Regions from separate parts of the Mus musculus genome. Here all the other regions are linked to region 2. Evidence: chromatin contacts called from public promoter capture Hi-C data. All regions are on one chromosome and are shown on one strand. Each heading gives the region's core, a stretch centred on a gene start, on an enhancer-like site or on the middle of the called end of the contact. The rest is flanking DNA. Distances are from core to core; before and after follow the strand shown.

Region 1 (3,761 bases), core at 1,259-3,758, 240 kb after region 2:
CGGGCTGCTCTTCCAGAGGTCCTGAGTTCAATTCCCCGAAACCAGATGGTGGCTCACAACCATCTGTAATGGGATCTGATGCCCTCCTCTGGTGTGTCTGAAGACAGCTGCAGTGTAGTCATATACATAAAATAAATAAATAAATCTTAAAATAAGAAAAGCAAACAGCGTTGCCATGTGAGTGCCGAGGAAAAGCTCACTGGGTTTGGGGGCAGTTGGAGGTTTTACCTGAACTCTTCTTCCCCCAAAAATAAATGCTTCAATTTTTCATTCTAACAATTATGCACATTTTAGTGTTTTAATACACTTGATCTTAGCTCAAAGGATAAGAAGACATAGGTGTTTTTACTAATTTGTGCAGTAAAACTCTTCAAAATCTCATACCCCAGAGACGATCTCTATAAATACATGAGAAATAAACTTTCATGCATATCTATTTATCTGTTTCTTTTTTTTCTATTTCCCCTTTATTTCTTTCCAAAATGAAAGGAAAACGAACTGTTTTGTAGTCTGCTTTTCCACTCAGCACTTTAAGTCATTTGCCATGTTAATAAATACAGATCTGCATGATCTTGACAGCAATATTGTACTCCAGTGTATGGAAAATATACTGACTAAGTCGCTCATTGATGGACACTTGTGATAATTAGAGCTGTTTCCTTACGTTAAAATACTGCTACAATAGCTGTCTTTATATGCACACATGCATACATATTCCTTAACACAGTTTATGGATAATTTTCTTAAAATAAATTTAAAGTGGAGGAATTATTAAAATAAAATGCATATGTCACTGCACTGCTCTGCAGTAAGGTTCCATCAATTTATACTTCCATCAACCAAGGAAGATACTACCCCTTTCACTGTGGCTTCATTAATTCTGTACTTGCAACTGGATAAGTAAAGCATTTTTTTAACTAAGGATATGGAATATATTTTCCAAGCATAAAACCCAAACCTGGATACTTTCAACTGAATTAAATTTCATTACATGGAAGTAAAATTGCTATAGAAAAATTTTGTTAACCTGGAAAATTATTTTTGAGAATTCTCTAATACCTTAAGAGTAACTATAAATCAACAACAAAAATGTAAATTTTTAAAAATTTTTATTAATACAATATATATGATTTTATATTTTAATGGTTAACTTTCACTATATTATTTTAAATCATCATATTATTCAAAATTGTGTTATTAATTTAAATTTTTAGACTTTAAAGTAAAATTTGGAAAGGGCAGTTGATCGACCTGACAGCCTGTGGTAGCTGATCCTCATTCTTTTTTTTAATTTTTTTTTTTTTTGGTACTTATTTACTTTACACCCCACTCACTGCCCCCTCCAGGTTTCTTTTTTTTTTCTTCTTCTTCTTTTCTTTTCTTTTTCTTTCCCGCATTTTTTATTAGATATTTTCTTCACTTACATTTCAAATGCTATCCCAAAAGTCCTCTATACCCTCCCCCAGCCCTACTCCCCTACCCACCCACTCCCACTTCTTGGACCTGTCATTCCCCTGTACCGGGGCATATAAAGTTTGCAAGACCAAGGGGCCTCTCTTCCTAGTGATAGCCAACTAGGCCATCTTCTGCTACATATGCAGCTAGAGACATGAGCTCTGAAGGGTACTGGTGAGTTCATATTGTTGTTCCACCTATAGGGTTGCAGACCCCTTCAGCTCCCTGGGTACTTTCTCTAGCTCCTATATTGGGGGCCCTGTGTTCCGTCCTATAGATGACTGTGAGCATCCACTTCTGTATTTGCCAGGCACTGGCAAAGCCTCACAGGAGACAGCTATATCAGGGTTCCTTCAGCAAAATCTTGCTGTCATATGCAATAGTGTCTGCGTTTGGTAGCTGATTATGGGATGGACCCCCGGATGGGGCAGTCTCTGGACAGTTCATCCTTTCGTCTTAGCTCCAAACTTTGTCTCTGCAACTCCTTCCGTGGATATTTTATTCCGTATCCTAGGGAGGAATGAAGTATCCACGCGTTGGTCTTCCATCAGGTTTCATTTTTTAATTGCAAAAACAGTGCTCACTAAAATCTTTTAAGGTCAGCCACCTAAGGCTTTCTTCCCCCAACTCTGACAACCACACCCAACCTCACTATCCCTGCGGTGCTATGGGAAACAAAGCAACAATCTGGAAACTTAAAGTGTTTCTGCAGGGGGGGTTAGCATTTCCTGGCTGTGTATATTCCTGTGTTTATCTGGCAACCCATCCTACAAATTGTTCACTCATGCAAGTATAGAGTATAAAGTGTTCATCTGCACTCTCCTGTCAGACTCCAGGATCAAAAAATTATTGGGAATGGTAAAACACACACTGGCGACATTGCCTGATCCATATCTCCAAGGCAGGATTGACACTGTTCTCCCACCAGATGTAGACAGAGATTTCTGGATGTTTGCTAGAGGCCATATCACCGGTGTCCTTTACCTTTCCCCTGGCCTCTGCCTCCCCTTGTGTATTGCTACATACTTAATGAAGTGGAATCTGTTTTCCAGCAACTTAGGGAAAGTGAAAGTGCCACACTGACAGCGTCATCCCAGCATCCACAGCACGCACTGTGACAGGTTGTCTTCCGTGATTCGGGATAGAGAGCATCTGGGCTCTCAGGGCACATTCTCTGGGCTTTTCAAAGGAGCAGGAGTTGTACAAAGCTGTTTGAGTGATAATTGGAACATTCCTTCAGCACAAGAAGTGCAGTTGCAGATGATAGATGGGCGGGTTATTCCAGGGTACTTTTTCTTCCCTTCCCAGACTGTGTCCGTGAAAGTGCTGTGCCTTGGATCCTTACTCGTCATTTCTTCTGGTATGAAATGTTGAAAACGAATGAAGCATCCATTCCTGACCATTATTTGGAAGTTAATTTCAAGATATTTGTTCAGGGCTAGCCTCTTTGCCTTTTTACATGATGAAAAGCTAAAACAGGTTCTCCTTTAGTCCCTCTTCATAAATGTCTGGTCTTTTTTGGTACATGGAACACAATTATCACCTCTAATTTAAAACTCATTCTTTATTTTAAGTGATAGAATCAAGTGTCTTATAGAGAACGTGAATAAAAGGTGTGCTGAAGTCCTTTGATAGTATCCATCAGAGTGGCTCTCACATACTGATCAAGGACACAGAAAAAGGAGTAATATAAGGCCTCCTATCAGGATATCTGGGGAGTAGAGACTCTGTCTCCATCCATGGCCACCATGCTTGAATCATATTCACTTGATTTGCTGTCCATCAGTAGCTCTACACCATGATCCACTGACACAGGCCTACAGCACTGCACTTTCAGGTAAAGAATACAAGGAATCTAAATACCACATAGCTTACCTAGTGTGGGTAAAGTACCTCTGGATAGTGTGTGTGTGTGTGTGTGTGTGTGTGTGTGTGTGTCCCTCCACTTTCTTCAACACTCAGTAGACTATATAGGGAGGCCATGTCACTTATCCCCAATTCTTTATCTACCTAGACAAAAGGGGCAGAGGCAGCTCTAACATATAGATTCTTATCTGGAAAACTGTTTTAGATATCTGAAGCTGAAGGAAACTGAGAGAAATCATACTGACTACTATTATTTGGAGTGTCTCCCTTTGTCTAATCCACTAAAGCAAACACTTAGAAGACATCCTTTTGAGCTATGGGTCAACACTGTTTTCCTAGAAAACAGTGTTGTAGAGGCTTGCGCACTTATATTCAAGATAAATCCTTTTTCCATCTTCTTAGTTCACTATACTAAAATACCCAAGTCTGGCCCATCTAAA
Region 2 (3,965 bases), core at 592-3,091:
CCATCCTGATGATGGCAGTCATCATGGTTTGAGAAGGACTTTGTTCCTTAATAGATTTGTTTTTAAATCCTGAGCTGTTTACTATCTAAAGCATTTATCTGAAATTACTATTCACTAAATCCCTCAGTTCCTAGAACTGTTAATCTGATTCTAGTAATAGTTTTTTTTAAAAAAGTTCAAAGGTTTGCCTGCCTGTAGAATGTTCTTCCCTACCACTGACACTGCAATTCTACCTTTAGATGCAGTTAATGTGTCATGTCTAAGAGCTCTGTTTCATGCTTTCTTGTATGTTTGTGCTACATTGACAGTTTTCTGTTTAGAGGTGCATGTTTTCTTTTAAGCTGTAGTGATTAAATTATAAGCTTCTTGAAGGCAAAGCCTGTCCCTTATTCTCTCAGTACTGGTATTATCCAGTTTCTGATACAGAAGAGATTGTCAATAAATATGTATCTAACAAATTAATGAGTTTGCCTTCACACACATCAGATAAGGGGCATGACTATAATCTCCTCTGTGTTTTTGTTTTTCTCCAGGATTTGTGAGCCTTTTGAAATTAACTATGGACATAGTGCTATGCTTCTGACTTGTCTAGTTGCTTTGAGGGATATTTCTTATTGTTGAAATGGTTTTTTTTTTTTTTGTTAGCAATTGGCTGTTTTAGTGTTTTGTTTTGTGTTGTCCGACCTTGTTTACACTGTGTGTATGTTTTAGAGCAGGGCTACCCGTGTGCTGTTCATGAGTGACGCCGTGATGGAGCCACATGGAACAGTGTTCCTAATTCTCACTTCTCTTTACATGCTACCTGCTTTGGTGCCTTGTTCAAGCACTGTTATTGATGTGCTTTGAAAAGATGTGTGGATTGTGTCAGCAAGCTGGGAAAGTCAGAGTTTTGTTTTGTTTTGTTTTTCAGCCAAAATTCTTAGGCCTTAATAAAATATGCGATGCATAGCTTAGAAGTCAATAACTGTGCCCTACCTGAACAAACGCTCCATTGTTACTTGACTGTTTTGAGGTCGGTCCAGGCCTGAGGATTTTGTTAAAGGCTAACAGAAATGTCCAGTATCACCCAGCCTAGCAAGAGAAAATCTGACACTCGCGACTTGTACTTCTGTGTTCCAGGCTGTTACACAAACTCACTGAGTACTGTATATGTCTGATTTCTCAACTTCACCTGCAGTAAACTTGTGCAATCCCGGGGCTAGAGACCTCCTTTGTAAATGTTGTCTGTCCAGTAATGGTGTTGGCACTGGGAGGCCCTAGCAGATAAAAGTGGAAGAACATATGGCTTCCATCTGAATACAAATTGGTGGACATAGTGTGGTAATTCAGCTGCGATGGCCTCTATACTGTAATCTGAAAGAGTCTGAGTAGATGTGAATTTCTCCCACTCCTCTACACCCCCATTCCACTGTGTTTTGATCGCCCTGAAGTACAGCCATCCTGCGTCGCCTTCTGACTGTGTTATTTGTGAAATGGCCAGCATGAGGAATTATTAATTAAAGCTAACAAATCACCCTGACGAGCTGTGCCCTGGCATGGCTGAAGGTTGATTGGCGAAAGTGTTCTCCTTTAGAGAAAAGACTTTTTGTGCTCGTGACGCAGTCAGGGACGGATTATTGAATATGCAAGTTAGAAGAAAAATCACAGGACAAGCAAATTGAGTATTTACTGGCAAATAATTGCGCTCTTAAACTGTGGCTCTCTTCCTAAATTCTTAACATTCCCGAGGGTTAGAAAGAAACACAGAAAAATGCATCGGTACAGAGTTCATTTCAAAAAACCACCCATAGACTGATGTTTGAGGCTTGTGCAGGTAAGTGTGATTGTGTATGCCTGGGAAGTGAAAGACCAAGCAGAGGATGGGGAGTGTTTCTGTGAGTCTGCTGAGTTGTTTATACAGCTCAGCATAGTTCTAAGTTGAGAATTTAGTTTCCGTGCTGCATTTATTGTGAAAGTGAGAGTCGTGAAAAGGAAAGGGTGTTTTCTCAAGTTATTTGTCTTTATCAGCAAAAGAAAAAGTTAACGTTTTGTCCTAAAAATAGTTTTCATTTTGCTCAGATATTTGTGACTATGTATAAAACGATGACTGGATTTAAAGATCTGTTGTTATTTTCAACACTGTTAATTATGATGCGTCTTAACAGTGTCCCAAACACATGTGGGGAAACTGTTGCATGGATTTTTAAAAGTAAACACTGTTTTACATTAGGACCTAGATAGTTAGTCCGTGTTGAGATTTCTACAGGAACACGAACGTTTGGAAGTTGTTGTTAGGCTTCTAGCTCTTATAGTAACCAAAATGTGTGTGTGTGTGTGTGTGTGTGTGTGTGTGTGTGTGTGTTTCATCTGGAATGTTGCTCAGACTCCTCACTTTTGAGGTCATTGTAAGATATAAGAAACAACTTTAATGTCTTTTTCAAAACTAAATGAAAGGCGTGGAAATATAAAAGGAGTTGAAGGCTCATGTATAAAATGTAGATATTAAACAGATATACTTTTTTATAAGTGCAGTTAGATTATGTGAAAAGCATCCAGAAATAATGTGTATGTACTGGCCATGTATTAAATGTTCTTTGAAAACTTAGAAAAGGTGCTGTCATCAACAACAAGCTGTTTTTGAGATGAGAATAATTGGCTGGCGAAATAGCATTTTAGGCTTATAATAACTATGAGTAGCATGGATTTAAAACAAAAGCATAAATGTAATTTAGACCAAATTAACTAATTAATAATTGTAAAGTGCTTTAAGAATAAAATATCGACATGATAGGAATAGGAGTAGGAATAATAAAAATGGAAAATCCAGCAGGTACACAGAAATTAAATCACAGTCAACTGCATTCGCTTTCAGAAACTCACCATTTTAAAATATAAATAAATAAAACAATTTTTTTCTGCCTTCTAATCCATTCCTTGAACTAGAAAATATGTTACTAGTTAGGTGACTTTCCTTACTGTATTCTATGTTACTTCAATATTAGTTTGTTTCAATATGTAGAATAGAGCTCAAAGAAAGTTTAGAAAATATACTTTGTTTAAGATTGACTTCCCCCTCGACCAGATTTCCTCAGATTTCATGAGGCAGCCTCTTTAAAGTTTTCGGTGAGTATTAGAGGCTAAAGTTGGTCCATTATTTTGAAATAGCAAAGAGGGCACTTAAAGCATATGTTCAGAGAACAAACCATCTGCCTTCTTTATTATGAGTATCACAGCATTATGAGGAATTGGAAAGGCTTGAAAAATTGAGCCAAAGTCCTGCAGAAGATCTTAATACTCAGCACGCTGGATTATAGAATAGCTTAGCATGGCCACACTTTTTGTCTTTTAAGAAAATACTATTACTACCTCTGATACATGGGCAGTAACAGCAAAGTATTGTAGAATGACATGAACTCATGACAAGGTATTGGTGATCTGCTTTTGGTTGAGTTTTAAGCTTGTTGTTGGAGAAACTCACAGTGACTTAGAGAAATAGAAGGTGGTGACTGTTGGAACAAGAACGTAGTCCAGCTGCTCACCTCTGGAGTTGCAGAAGGCATGCAGAGACCAGACTCAAGCACTGCTGTAATCCCTGTGATGTGGGAGGAGTGTGGGTCAGCTTTATTGCCGTGGGAGAAGTGGATTGCAGCATTAGAATACAGAAGTAACTATAAGCTGATAGAATTCCTAGATGGTACTACTCTATCTTCTTAGCATCTGGAATGATTTGAAATTTTAAAAATAATAAATGAACAAAAAAGTCCTTCCTATTTAGCTCCAAATATAATAACACTGTAATTCTACCCTGAGCTTTCTATAGGGGTCATATAAGGACAGGCCAAGATAATTATCACTATATATAGGATATCTAATCTGCAAACAGAGCACTAAATTGTACTAACTCTGACCAGCCTGGAAAGCTCATTATCAAGGGAAAAATTAGGTTATCTTCTAAGTTCTCAGTGGTTTTCAGAATCGTGCACTTA
Region 3 (4,238 bases), core at 1,569-4,068, 170 kb after region 2:
CTCATTGGTTCTTTCCTTTGTCAATTCCATTTGGTGAACACAGGAGGGATATAGAAACTAGAGAGGACAAGGGAGGGCTGTGTGTGTGTGTGTGTGTGTGTGTGTGTGTGTGTGAGAGAGAGAGAGAGAGAGAGAGAGAGAGAGAGAGAGAGAGAGAGGTAAAGCATATGGGGAGGGCTTGGTGAGGCTGCAGAAATAAATGAAAGGCATTCACTTTCAGCATATCAGCTATTATACCAGAGCAAGTCAGGGTGGAATTTAAGAGGTGATGTGTAGGACAGTGTAGTGAAAATGCTATTCGATGGGTTCATGTGGAAAAGCCCTCTAACCAGCAGTAATCTCTGGCTCTCTGAAATGATTGCAGTATATGAAAGAGATGGAGAAACCATAGAAATTGTATCCTAATGCCAATAGGGTAACAGCTCTTGGATTTTAACATGCAATAGAGAAAAGGCATCTATGCATGGGTGTCATCCATGTTTACAAGGGCCTGGCTAGCACTGTTTATTGATTTTATTGCAATTTTCCCCAGGACCCTGTAGATAGATAATTACTGGAAATGTCCATCATTAGCACAACAACAAATACAACCACTGTTCTAAGAAAAAGATTCACATAGGTCCCTGCGAGCAACTATCAATTGGCGAGGAGGAGAGTCACACAATAAACATGTACAGCTATAACTCCAGGCAAACACACACACTCAACACCCTCTGTAGCCATTGCACTGAGAAAATACACACAGCCCCCTGTGCAGCCATCACACATCAGGAAAACACACACACGACACCCCTATGCAACCATCACACCAGGCAAGAGCAGAGACATAAAATGCTAAGTCAATAGGAATGAACAGCTCATAAAAGCCTACTGGAATAGATCACATCACAGCCAGGTACATCTGTTCTCAGCACTAACCATTATCGTTAGCTTAAAATGCTTAAAATCACTGCGCATCCTCAGGTCTAGGGACAGATTATTCCAAAAAGATTCTGCTAAATAGATTTGGCAATGCAGTGAAGGGGACCTCCACTACATTAAAGTGATGCATTTTGCATCTCAAAGGCTGTCAACTGTATTTAGAGGGATTGTGTGATTGAAGAACAATGCTCCAGGACAGGATAGCAATTTTTTCTGGCCCTTCTAAATCTGAAGGTGATTTTTACCCCAAGTTGAGCTAAGTGTGCAATTGAATTGGGTAGCTCTCCAACTGGGAGGTGGCTAATAAAAGCAGAATTGAAACTAGCTTTCAAGTTGTGCTGCAAAGGAAGCCACTGCATCCTGTTTTAAGCTGGAACTCTCAGGTGGGATGTCCTCTGAAAGGTCTTCCTGAGGTCAGACTTCAAGCCACCAACAAGAGCTAAATAAGTAGTAACTACTGTCCTTGCTCCACACGCCTGCATGCCCCTTAGGGGGAATAAAGGAACCACCTCCTACTTCTTTTACCAATGCCTTCTCTTTATCCTCTTGCTGTGGTCTGTGATGTTATCCAAACCCTGTGACACAGGGTCAACACAGCAAGGGAGACTTGGGGTGTCCTGAAGACTGGCCCAAAAGAACTAGGGTTTGAGGTTTGTAGTTCTTTCTGTATTTCAATCACGGTGGCGCTTCATCTTTCTTCTGAGCGAGTTTCTACTGAGAAGTTTCAGACTAGCTTGTTAAGAATGATTTACACCATAATTCTAGGAAAAACAAATGTGAGTGACTGAGATTTGAAAGGAAAGAGTAGGGGGGAGTGCCAGACCAAACAAATCCTAAGTAAATAGGGTGGCTTTGCAAGGGTGGTAATGGGATTTTTGCTTGTTTCCTTACTTAAAAAAAAAAATGACAATGGATTATTAGCAATCATTTCTCTTACCTGGGTAGAGCCAAGCAAAGGACAGGAATGGTTCTATTGGCTCCACACAAGAGCATGATTTTCAGGAAGGACAGGTGTTTCCCGAATTCACATGACAACATCTTAATGAGAATGAACAGAACTGAAAAGGAGAACTAAGATTTCTACTTTTATTTTTTTCCGAATGTGGCAGAAAGTGTTTTGTTAGGGTGAGAGATAAGCATTTTCTATAAAACAATGCCCCAGTGACATGAGGTAATTACATGGTGGCTGGGGCACACCGCATGGTTTACTTAGAGAAATTGCATGATACCTACGTGATGACTATAGTAACACTAGTTACCACTACCACATTATCTCCTGATAACTATATAATTAGTTTGTATCATCAAAGCACCCTAAACGTGTGCCTATTCCAGCTACTCTGGTAGAAAAAAAAAAAATAAACTTTTTTGCAAAGGGAAAAAAAGCTAATGAAGAAAGTTGCCAAGAACAGATATTTTGTAATCTGTGCTAAATCTCTGCTGGAAAACATGAACAGTAACGAAGCTGAGAAGACAGTAAAAGAAATTCGGGGCAAGGTGCCAGACGCCCAGACGGAAGGAGAATGTGGACCAAAAGATTGCGACAATCGGGTAATTATGGTTTATGAATCTCAGCTTTAATCTGTAGTTCAGTGAGTCCTGATTAAATATCTGTTAAACACAATTAAAGTTTGTTTTTGTATTTCACCGTCTTGATCAGAATAATTAGAGACTGCGTGTTTCGTGTCAAAAGTAGCAAGAGGAATTTTAGTGAATGAACATCGTTTTTAAAAGCCATTTGTAGCACCAGCTGTTGGCATTATTTTATATTTTAGTGTTATCAGCATAAAGATGGCCCTCTGGATGCTGAACAGTTTCCAGCAGGACAAGGATGGTGTGCAGTTATGATGGGCACGTGCTGATAAAGCAAGCGTGTTCAGGGTTTGTGTTCTCTACAAACAGTGCTGGGGAGATGGAAACCAGAGACGGGTTCAGGTGGCAGGAGAGAGGAGGCGAGCAAGGCACTAAGCAATGGGACTTCTGGTGGTGTAGTCACCTGCAGCAGCATCTGCAGAGTCTGGATGGCTTGTGAAGATGGGTTGTTTATCTTAGCTGAAGGAAAGACTCAAGGAGGTTATGTTGGAAAAGTACTGGGAGTCTCTCCTGCCCGTGGCTAGAGATGTGAGCCTTACTCCTAGAATTGATGGAGGAGGGTACAGAAAGCACTTACCATATTAATAATTCTTTTCTGGGAAAACTGTGAGTTCTCTAAGCAGGCCATGCTTAATCTAGGTAAAATGGTAAAAGAGGACTATACAAGCCAAAGATGAAACTAAGATTCCTACGTCTTATGCCAAAAAGAGGGGTTAGCAAGTTGCAAGCTGCTAACTATTTAAATACTTTGATGGCACATTAAGATGTCTGTGTAGTTTACCATTGTATGAGCTTAAAGAAATGATATTATCCACTTAGTTTCTTGAGATTTGGGTACCGAGAATATTTTCTTTCCTATTATAGATTAATGGCCTCCAAGGAAATGTATACCGGAATCTTAAGAACCCATGAATATGTTGTCTGATATGACTGTGGGACTTTGCAGATATGATTAAAGGATTGAAGATTATCCAAGATTATCTGAGTAAACCCAAAACGGTCACAAAGGTCCTTAAAATAAAAAGAGGCACAAGGTTCACACCCAGAAGAGGCAGGAGTCAGGAGGGATGGTGCTGCTTTGAAGATGCGGAGAGGAGTCCTAAGCCAAGGAATATAGGCAGCTTTAGAACCTGGAAGATCAAAGATTATAGTCAGCCTTTGGAATGTGGAAAGACAAAGGAAGCAAGTCTTCCTTAGGTCCCCCAGAAAAAACGAGGGGTTGGTGACATGATCATGATTTAGGTGTTATTAGTTGTGTGGGGGAAAGGGTGTTTATTTTGTGTGTGGTGCTGGACATGGAACACAGCACTTTGTGCAAGTTAGACAAATGCTTTACCAATGAGCTGCAAATACAACCCAAAAAAAAATCTTTATTTTTAAGACCTTAAGCTTGTGATATTTTGTTATAGTGGCAAGGATAAATTAATATGGTCTCATGAACCTGCCTTGCAGACTTGAACTATCATTTAAAACTGTCTAGTTAAAAGTATGAGAACAAGTCTCTGAATTTACCCTTCTATGGCCCATTTGAAGTTTCCTTTGTGGCATCCTTTGGAGATGGTGCCTATGATAATAATCAAGTGAACCTGTACTGTAAAATCACGGGCAAGTTTAACCCCATCCCTCTACCACAACTTAGCAGAAGTCCTATCCTCTCAGGAGGAACTAAGAATAATTAGTTTTTCAGTAGTGTTATTTATAGAGATTTCTACCCTCTTCTAATT

The links. Capture Hi-C pulls out chosen DNA fragments and counts their contacts.
Region 1: a promoter capture Hi-C map of adipose tissue shows a contact between it and region 2. The contact joins two enhancer-like sites. A contact is called at or near these places in 2 of 484 Hi-C or Micro-C datasets (the HL-1 cell line and liver) and 2 of 9 other capture datasets (adipose tissue and liver).
Region 3: a contact with region 2 is called in a promoter capture Hi-C map of adipose tissue. The contact joins two enhancer-like sites. A contact is called at or near these places in 2 of 484 Hi-C or Micro-C datasets (pancreatic cancer cells and uterus) and 1 of 9 other capture datasets (adipose tissue).

What each region holds. Positions count from the first base shown.
Region 1 is chr16:43,472,988-43,476,748 of GRCm38.p6, forward strand. The region is part of intron 5 of Zbtb20 (zinc finger and BTB domain containing 20); the gene reads left to right. Among named protein-coding and RNA genes, the nearest start is that of Gm15713, 55 kb to the left of the region's middle. Within about 2 kb of position 2,509, at least 18 of the 459 cell types and tissues checked have an H3K27ac peak or open chromatin away from gene starts, as enhancers often do. A contact at or near this core is called in adipose tissue and liver, where this site is marked.
Region 2 is chr16:43,234,265-43,238,229 of GRCm38.p6, forward strand. The region is part of intron 3 of Zbtb20 (zinc finger and BTB domain containing 20); the gene reads left to right. Among named protein-coding and RNA genes, the nearest start is that of Gm25873, 110 kb to the left of the region's middle. Within about 2 kb of position 1,842, at least 66 of the 459 cell types and tissues checked have an H3K27ac peak or open chromatin away from gene starts, as enhancers often do. A contact at or near this core is called in adipose tissue, liver and uterus, where this site is marked.
Region 3 is chr16:43,408,038-43,412,275 of GRCm38.p6, forward strand. All of the region lies in intron 4 of Zbtb20 (zinc finger and BTB domain containing 20), which reads left to right. Gm15713 (predicted gene 15713) reads right to left here. Exons shown (of 5, transcript NR_046026.1): 5 at 2,481-3,644. Among named protein-coding and RNA genes, the nearest start is that of Gm15713, 10 kb to the right of the region's middle. Within about 2 kb of position 2,819, at least 33 of the 459 cell types and tissues checked have an H3K27ac peak or open chromatin away from gene starts, as enhancers often do. A contact at or near this core is called in adipose tissue and uterus, where this site is marked.